2 separate regions of the Mus musculus genome follow, and region 2 is linked to region 1. The links are chromatin contacts, called in public HiChIP or PLAC-seq maps. All regions are on one chromosome and are shown on one strand. Each heading gives the region's core, a stretch centred on a gene start, on an enhancer-like site or on the middle of the called end of the contact. The rest is flanking DNA. Distances are from core to core; before and after follow the strand shown. Region 1 overlaps Pdlim4 (PDZ and LIM domain 4). Region 2 overlaps Tnip1 (TNFAIP3 interacting protein 1).

What was found. HiChIP or PLAC-seq counts read pairs in DNA pulled down with a chosen protein or histone mark.
Region 2: a contact with region 1 is called in a FOXA1 HiChIP or PLAC-seq map of pancreatic cancer cells. The contact joins two enhancer-like sites. A contact is called at or near these places in 2 of 39 promoter capture datasets (hippocampal neurons and liver) and 1 of 115 datasets of contacts at active chromatin or transcription factors (pancreatic cancer cells).

Annotation. Positions count from the first base shown.
Region 1 is chr11:54,058,787-54,063,378 of GRCm38.p6, forward strand. Pdlim4 (PDZ and LIM domain 4) reads right to left here. Exons shown (of 7, transcript NM_019417.3): 3 at 1,152-1,230. Among named protein-coding and RNA genes, the nearest start is that of Pdlim4, 7.9 kb to the right of the region's middle. RefSeq lists an enhancer at 1-629. Within about 2 kb of position 1,730, at least 164 of the 459 cell types and tissues checked have an H3K27ac peak or open chromatin away from gene starts, as enhancers often do. A contact at or near this core is called in pancreatic cancer cells, where this site is marked.
Region 2 is chr11:54,950,029-54,954,944 of GRCm38.p6, forward strand. All of the region lies in intron 2 of Tnip1 (TNFAIP3 interacting protein 1), which reads right to left. Among named protein-coding and RNA genes, the nearest start is that of Tnip1, 10 kb to the right of the region's middle. Within about 2 kb of position 2,838, at least 47 of the 459 cell types and tissues checked have an H3K27ac peak or open chromatin away from gene starts, as enhancers often do. A contact at or near this core is called in pancreatic cancer cells, where this site is marked.

The DNA.
Region 1 (4,592 bases), core at 480-2,979:
GGAGCCCCCTGGAGCCCACTGGCCTTGAGTCCCTGGTGACTCCCTCCGCTCCCAACTAGTCTCTGCCCTGTCCCTTTCAGCACTGATGCTGAGAGGAGCCAGGCGTCTCACAGGAACAGCCCGCCCGCCTTCTGCTCCCTGTTGCCTGTTTTTTTTTTTTTTTTCCTTCTGCCAAATCTGTTCTCTTCTCCCTGCCTGAAGGGCCTCAGACAAAGCAAGCTACTAAGATCCAAATGTTTCCCGGGATGAGCTGAAGTCTGGGACAAATCAGCTCACCCTCTGCCTTCACCAACCTCCCCTGTCACTGCTCTGATCTCAAAGCACACGCACCCCTGGGCTTCAGGTGCTTGTGGGGTGCATTTCCTCTTCCTACCCGCTCTGTCTGGGTCCTAAGGTTTGGACTTGAATCTCCTTCCTCTGGAGAGCCCTCTCTGACTTCTTATTGAAATGTCTCTCTGTCCTGGTCCTTTTTCTTCCATGTGGAGAGAGCAGACAAGAGCAGGCCCAGAAGCCACACCTCTCATACTGAGTACTCTGGATTCAAGCTACATCACAGATTAGCCCAGGAGTGACCTTGTCCAGGGATGTGGAGCATGGTCTAGGTATCTGGAATTTGGTGCACTTGGCTTCTCTTCTCATGAGAACTCAGTGCAGCCAGGTTTGCTCTCTCTCCTTGAGGACAGTGTGACAGCTGCAACTCCTCTGGGACATGAAAAGGGACCTCTCCAGCTTTAGAGTGCATGAGGGTCGTGCAAGACAGGAATGGCCACAGCCTGATTCCTCACAGCCACCTGCCTACCCTCATCTCTCTCTAAGCCTGCTGACTTCTTTTTGATTGGGTCTCTCTGGGTGTGGGAGTAAACTTCAGCTCTGTGTGGAGAGATCTTGAGCCAAGACCTAGCCCAGCCCCATCCCATCCCAGGCACCCTAGCCAAGAATGCAGGCTAGCCTGGAGTTGGGTCAAGCACACTGCAGGGGCTCCAGGGCAAGGGATAGAAGCAGGCATGTCCTAGAGGAGCTGTCTACTTCAGTATACCCTGGCTGTCTGACCATCAGTGTGAGAATTTCACTGAAGTCTGTTGGCCATGCCTGCCTCTTGTCCTGGGTTCACTCTGAGCTAGCTGGGCCAGGTGAGCAGTGTCTATACCTACCTGGGACTCAGGGTCAATGTGGATCCTATGTGCTTGAGCCTTGTCATCAGGAGCACTGGGCCAGTTCTTATTCTCAGGCCTGTGGCAGGAATTGGGATAGTGAGATATGTCTGCTTATTAGTCTCCATCCCATGCCTGAAACCAGAGCTGGGGGAGAAGAGAAATATCCAACATTCCCCCTCTCTTTAGCATGGTGCTGTCTGCTGAAGCAAGAAGCCACAGCTCAGGTCGTCACCCTCCTGGGGCAGAGCTGTGCTCCCTTTCCTGCCAGTGGCCTGGTGCCTTTCTGGTCTCATTCCTAAAGACCTTGCAGGAGAGGGCTTGCACCTCAGACATTCTCCTCCCTCATGGTGGCCTGCAGAAACTCCACTCCAGGAGGCTCAGGGCACAGCAAGGCAAGCCAGGCCTCACACATGGATAAGCCGGGAGCCAGTGGGAGCCAGTCGGCTCATCCTCTGACCTCCGTAGCCTCTGGCCGGGGCCTGAGTGGCTCTCGGGGAGGTGAAATGGAGGCTGTGGGGGAGCACCTCCCGTCCTGCTGCCTCCACCCACTCAGGCAGAGTCATCACTGAGGTCTGCCCAGCCCAGATGGGAAACAGGCCATTAGGAAATTCCTGCTTCGCCATAGAAACCAAAAGCCAAACACCACTCAGGAGGGAGAAAAACATCGTAAACCTGCCATAAGCAGGACGGGCAGGCCTAAAGGCTGTGGGCCCAGCCCTGCCACTCAGTAGCTCTATGGAAGGCAAGCCAGGAGGGTGTGTGGACCCTGGGTTGGCAGGCGATGTATAATAAGGCTGGTTAGAGTGTGGAAATAATGTTCCTTAACCAAGAGGCCTCCTGAGGCCTCTCAAAGTCTTATGACTGGGGTTGAAGCTCACTCATGCCTCCTTTTCAGGGAAGATTGATTGATTGATGATTGATTGATTGAGGCAAGGTCTCTCTATGTAGTCCTGTGTGTCCTGGAAACTCACTATGTAGACTAGATTGGCCTTGACCTTAAAGAGACCCACCTACCTCTGCTCCCCAGTGTGCCACCATACCCAGCGCAATGGCTCGGTGATTTGACACTACGTCCACATGGATTCTGTGCTTTCATCTCTGTTCACACTGCCCACAGTCTTCTGGGGCCCAATCCTTTCCTCACAGCCCTGGCTCTAGCCACACAGCTAGGTTCCCGAGTGACCCCTTTAAAATATCTCCAACCATGTCTTCTACTTGCTCTGACTTCTAGTCATGACACACCAGGGATGCCCTGTCTGGATGCTTTTCTAAATACCTGCCCAAGAATGGCACAAACCTGTGGTCTAAGGGCCATGAGAGTGGCCTAAGATGTCAGATAAGAACGGAGGGCTTAGTCATGTAGTGGGCTCTCCTTCAGGGCTCCTCGGGTGAGTAGTAAGCTTGTTTAAACAAAAGGAGAAGCAAAGGTTGGGCTATGCAAAGCAACAAGCGATGGCAATAAAGACTATCATGGCAGTGTTGTGGTTGATAGGAGGAAGGTCCTGATCTACAGTACAATGGGATCTGACTTGAACTATTGGAAGCCTGACTTTGGCCCCATAGAAAATAAGTCTAGAAGGAAACAAAGCCTTTCCTGCATATCTCAGGTTGTGGGAGAATCAGTGGGGCACCAGAGGCAGGGAAGCTGTTCTAAGAATGCCAAGTCCCTCACTCTAGCCAGGTCATTAGGCTGGCTGGCCCTCAGCAGAGCCTCTTAAAGAGGTGGAGGATGTGTCTGGGGCCCAGGCATAAGCCTTGAGGAGTGGGCTGAACAGGGAGCAGAGACAGAGGCCTGTAAGGGAGCCCAGTAGAAAGAGGGTTGGGTTGAGGGTCTAGTCTAGGTGGCCACGTGGTCAAATTGCCCCAAGTCTGGTGTGTGAGGGAGGACTGGAGATGGTGGAGGGAGGGAGAGTCTTAGGGTGTCATTCTGACTGAGAGAGCCTGGCACCTCCTTACTACTCAGTGTCAAGGTCACAAGGCAGCCCTTGATTTAGGATTGGAGAGGTTTGGGGTCTGCATAAAGCACTTGTTGGAAGTCAGACGGCACTGTGACATGGACCATGGACACTCATCTGTCCCGTGGCCACACTGCATGCTGGGGCTGTAATTCCCAAAATGCAACACAGCAGTGGCCTTCTGGCTCCATCCATGCCTAGATCGGAACAAATGACCAGGAAAGGAAGGAAGGAAGGAAAGGGGACCTCCACCCTGCTACCATCCCTGACATCATTCTCTCTGGGAATCTCCTGACTCAGGACCCTTTGAGCCTCCTCACAGCTCTGCCATCCCTAGGGCTGCCCTCATTTAGCTAGAGAACAAAGCCAGAGGTGAGTCAGGGCCCAGGAACCCAGCCAAGCTGGGAGGCCTCAGAGGCTACTTGCGGGCAAAGCTTTCCTTAACCAGCCATGCCGCAGTCTGGCAGAGAGTAAGGAACTGGATGTATGGGAAAGAAACCCAGGCTCATAGAGCCCTTGTGGGTACCTAAGATAGAAGGGTCTAGATGAAGCTGAGGCGTCCTTGCTGTGTGCCCAATGGAATAAAGACTTGCAGCTGGGCTGCTCAGTGCCAAGGGCATGTCCAAGATTCCTGAGCCCAACAGGGACCTGGCTACGGGCCAGGCACAAACAGGGGCTACCTAATAACGTTTCTCGTTGTGTTTAAAAGCTCCGAGCCAATGGATCAATCAGGCATGGGTTAACTGTGTTGTGGTTTGGGGATGGTTTCGCCCACACAGATCCACGGGGGGTCGTGGAAAGTCCCCGTTAGCAGTGAATGTGGCAAAACTGAGTTATGTCCTCTGGGCCCAGGCAGGGAAGGCGGATGAAGCTCTCACTCAGCCAGAATTAAGCCAACTGCTAGTGGGAACTGATTAAAAAGGCAGAGCCTAAGCCCAGGAAAGGGCTGAGTGTTCACCACAGCACCTTCATGACGACGGGATACTCAGCGTTCGTTACAAGGTCCACGGAAGGAAAGCCTGTTCCAAATCCAGATTTAACCAGACAGAGTCATAGGCCCTGGTAAAGACAGCTGTTGAGGCAGAACAGCTGTGGGATTGGTTAGAAAGGTTGGCAGCCACTAAAAGAAGAGAGAGAGGGGGAGGGAAGGAAGAGGGGGAAGTGGGGGAGGGGAGAAGAAAAGAGAGGGAGGAGAAAAGAAGAGGAGAGAGAAGAGAGAGCATGCTCACTTACTCTCTATTGCCTGGCTATGCAACTTTAGGTGTCCTCTACCTTGCTAGTTTCATCTGTAAAGTGGGGCCTACGCTAGGTTTTACATTTGTAAGTTAGTCTGAAGATGAGCTGTGCATCAGACTGGTCCTTGGTGGAGGGAAAAGGATTGATGGGAGGTGCAGGGTGGGGCGGTTGCTTTTGCTTTGAGATAAGATCTCACCACACAGTTCAGACTAACCTTGAATGTTTGCTTCTCCTAGCTCAGCCTTCT
Region 2 (4,916 bases), core at 1,588-4,087, 890 kb after region 1:
CCCAAATGCCACAACTAACTAACTTCCTCCCTCCCTCCCTCCCTCCCTCCCTCCCTCCCTCCCTCCCTCCCTCCCTCCCTCCCTCCCTCTCTCCCTCCCTCCCTCCCTCTCTCTCTTTCTTTCTTTCTCTTTGGTTTTTTGAGACAGTTTCTATGTATAGCCCTGGCTGTCCTGGAACTTACTCTGTAGACCAGGCTGGCCTCAAACTCAGAAATCTGCCTGCCCCTGCCTCCCAAGAGCTGGGATTAAGGGTGTGCCACAGCTATTTTATGCAACCCTGTAAGTCCCCTCTCAGGGGAAGATGCCAGGTTTTGAGAACTCTCCTTATACCAAATATGGTGGGAAGAGGACACTGGGGAGATAGCTCAGTCAGTAAAGAGCTTACCACACGAGCACAAAAGCCTACGTTTGAGCCCCGGAACACACATTTAAAGATGGCGGGGCAGGGGTGGGGGGGGAGTAGTGAGGTGGCTGAAGGGGGTGCTTGCTCCCTAAACTGACAACTGGAGCTTGATATCAGGCCCCCATATGATAGGAGAGAACCCATTCCTTTATAAGTTGTCCCCTGACCTTCACACAGATACACAATAAATGTAATAATAAATCTAAAAAGCCAGAAGCCAAACATAGTGGCTCACACCTGCAGTTCCAGCATGAATGCAAGGCCAGCCTGGGGACACTGTCTATAATCCAAGAGCTGAGGCGGTGGACGAAGGGAAATTCCCAGAACTGACTAGCCAGCCAGTGTAGCCTAATTGGTGAGTCCTAGGCCAGGAAGAGAGAGCCTGTCTCAAAAAACAGTGACTGGCAGTGAGCCGAGGCTAGCCAGGTGAAGGTCAGGGCAGAGGGAACTACAGGCCCTTGAATCAGGGGCTCCTCCATTTTACAAGAATCATCTCAGGGTCCAGTGACTGGGCCCCAGAGCCAGCACTCCCTCATCCCCACGTGCCTGCCAAGGCTGAGGTCGTGTTGTGTCCACCCTTGTGCTTAGCAGACAAAGTGCCCCAGGGCTCAGGGAATAGCCTGGAGACAAGGTTAGTGAGCGAAGGATAGCCAGCCCTTCAGGGACAGCCATCAGAAAGGACGCAGACAGTCCTCAGCAGTCACCCTTTCCAGTCTCTGGTGTGATCGTCCTGTGGAGGTCACGGGAAGAACACAGAGAAATAATTTCCTCCAACAGCCTGGTGGCTGCCTAGGTCTGTCTATAGCTGGAGACATGACACCTCTCCTGGGTTCAAGATAGACAGGGAGCAGAGGGGCAAGCCAGAGATATCACCAGAGGGCACAGAAAGGCCTGGCCCAGCTGGAGTCAATGGAGACCACCCAATGAATGGACAAGGGAGGGGGCATCCAATGGCTGGGTTTTACCATTTGAAGAATTCATCTAGTTTGGATTTTTGAGACAGGGGCTGGCCCTGAACTCAAAACATTAGCAAAGAGTGATCATGAACTTCTGGCTCCCATCACCATCTTCTTAGTGCTGGGATCATAGGTGTTCCCCAACACACCTGACTTAGGTGATACTGGGACTAGAACCCAAGTTCACTCATGGTAGGTAAGCACTCCACTAACTGAGCCATACCCTCCACCCAACATCTGGGACAGAGCAAAGGACCAACACAGAGAGGGCTTGGCACAGAACGCAGGCCAGGAAAGGGTTTGAGGTGAGTTATCCAGAGGCCTGGGAAGTGGGGTTACTTGCCGCCTGGGGCTAAGACTCTAACAGCCTCAGCCATAGCCTCAGCCAGTATGCAGACAGATCTCCCACAATGCTGAGGGGTGACACTGCCATCCCTTAGAGCTGCGTGCAGAACCTACCTGGTCTGCACTAGGAGCTGTCAGTCACAGGGGAGTAGGAGACAGTTCTAGCCTCACAGTTAGCACTGAGACCCACCAGCTCGGCTGCAGCCCAGCCATCTGAGTGTCCAGACAGACATTCCCATGCCTGGGATCTTTGGGGGGTCTTGCCCAGCCCAGTTAACAGCTCCCCAACTAAGCACAACCTTACACACTATCTGCTATGTCCATCCAGCCCCCTAAAAGGCCCAGGCCCTACTCTGTACCTTCCATCTTTCCAGGGCCCCCATCACTTACTTCTGGAAATCCCTCGTTATCAATCAGGTGCTCCTGAAAGACTTTATACCCAAGCCACATCCACGGTGGCTAGCCTGTCCCCTGGCTCCTGATGCTGTCACAAAGAGCTCCCAGCCAGGAGGAGCCCTGGAAGGCAAAAACAAGCTCTGGCATACAGATACAGCCTGACCACCACCCAGCTGAAGGCAGCTGAAACACTTCCTCCTGCGATCCATCCTAGAACTCACGGTTGGAGATCAGGCGGGCCTTGAAGTCAGAGAGATCTGCCTTCCTCTGTCTCCTGAGGGCAGGGAGTAAATGTCTGCATCACCATACTTGGCTCACAAATAAATCTACTTTAGATCATGATAAATGAATGAACAAAGTAGTAACATGACAGAAAGTGAGAGGGCTGTGTGTTTTGCATAGGAAGAGCAGGGAAGGCCCCCTCTCAGGAGGTGACATTTGAGCTGAGACTTGACAGATAAGGAAAAAGCAGCCATGGGAAGGGCTAGAAACTGGTCAGGGCATTTGGGATGGCAGGCATAAGGGCTCAGTGTGAGAACAGGCTGAGAACACACACGGCTGGGAAAAAGCAGGTAGCAGGGCCTGCCAAATCACAGTGGGCACAGAAGGGAGCCAGCACCCAGGGGAGGGAGGCATACAAATAACCTTTCAGAGCACCACCATACTCAAACCAGGTCCGTCTGACCCAGCCGGGACATCCGGGCCAGAGACACAGTACTGGGGGTGAAGGAATGAGTCAGACCCATGGCTTCCTGGGGCCCCAAGGGAGCTGCTACGGGCATCCAGGGACAGGCACCCACACCCACAGGTCACCCACGTGGAGGGGACAACATGACCAGATATATAAAAATACTGAATGCTCCCATCTGTTGCTCCCAGAGGGTAAAGATTAAATGTGTCCACAGAGGACTAATACCTAACTAATTTCCCAGGACACAGTCATGACGACAGTCTAAGCCAGCAGCAGAACATAGCCCTTGGGACTAGGGGTGTACTTTACTTGGTACAGGGCTTGCCTAGCATAAATGAAGCTCTGGGTTCAACCCCACAGTACCCTATAAACCAGGCATAGTGGTGCATGCCTCTAATGCCAGCACTCAAACTGATGCAGGAGGATCAGAAGTTTTGAAGGCCAGCCTGGGCTATAAAGAACCCTATTACAAAATAAAACAAAATAACAATTTAGAACTGGCCAGATAGCTCAGAGAGTAGAGGTGTTTGTCACAGCAACCTGAGTTCAAGTCCAGAAACCAGTATGATAGAAGGAAAAAGACAACTGGTGAAAGTTGTCCTCTGACTTCCACTTGGGTATGGATACCCAGGCACACACTCACCTCCAAGTACAAATGAATACATGTAAAATTGAAATCGGACAGAGGGTCCAGCTAAAATATGAGACACTATCAGGTCAGAAAGAATAAATGACATCAGGCATGGTGGAACACCCCTGTAGTGCCAGTAGGCACAGAGAGCTGCAGGGTTAAGGTCAGCCTGGACTAAGAAACTCTCTCTCAAAATAAATAAATAAATAAATAAATAAATACGCAAAAGAGTAAATAATTTCTGAATGTAAAAACTACACATTTAAAAAACTTTTCAGGCCAGGCAGTGGTGGCGCACACCTTTAATCCCAGCACTTGGAAGGGAGACAGAGGCAGGTGGATTTCTGAGTTCCAGGCCAGCCTGGTTTACAAAGTGAGTTTCAGGACAGTCAGGGCTACACAGAGAAACCCTGTCTCAAAAAACCAAACAAACAAACAAAATTTATGGTTAGGAGTCACCACAACATGAAGACCAGCATTAAAGGTCAGAAGCCAACTTCTCAGTGTAAGGTTACTAGAATTACCATTATGCGTTAGTTTTACAGGCCATTTACTAGATACAAAGGAACGCTGAGCCTGCTTAGCTAGTGTGAATATTCCACTCTCCCAACACAATGTCCTCCCTCAAGGACCAAAAAACAATTCTGTGAGTCCTCCGACAGTCCACTCACAAGTGTGAATTCCCCTCTACCACACCCCTCATTGTTGGCACTGTGAGTAAGAGCTGATCAAATCCCACTCTGACTGACTGTGAAATCAAAATGAGGCATCGGGAATTCACACGGTTCCCACACTGCCATTCAACAAGGGGGTGGGGACGGCTGCTGCAGAGACTTTTGCTTCATCCACAAAAGTCCCTCCCTCCCCTTTACCAAAACAGTTCCTCAGAGACAGCACCAAATTCCCACCCACTGCCGGGTACAAGATGAATACAGGCACAGCACAACCCACTTCCACACACGTGATCTCACACAGAAACATAGAACGGTCCCACGGTGCACGGCTGTTAAACACAGCCCAAAGTAGAAAAAAGAATCACTCCTAAATTATTCCCAGAAACTCACTGTATCTACCCAGCACCTGTGTGCACTAAAGCCCCTTACAAAACAAGCTTAATGGGGATGGAACAGGGGGCTTTGCAGCCAACAACCAGGTTGGAATCCTGACTTTGCAATTCACTAGTTGTGTGATTCCAATCTGCAAGTTGCTTGGTGTTGCTTTAAATGTTATCAAAAACTCTATTAGTTCTTAATTTGACCCGACCAGCCCCCAATAATTAAGACTGAATAATTTAAGATTAAAGAGATCCGAACAGCTCCAGCACAATTACTGGTCGAATTAGCCCCTGATCTATTTTTCTAAAGCTAGACAGGCTAATTCTCAGCTGTACTCAAGTATTTGTTGTTTTGAGTTTCAGCTTATTTCTGCTCTATCAGTCTGTCCTTCAGGGGCATTTTACTTGACACGTGCTCCCGGTCCATCATGTCTAATGGA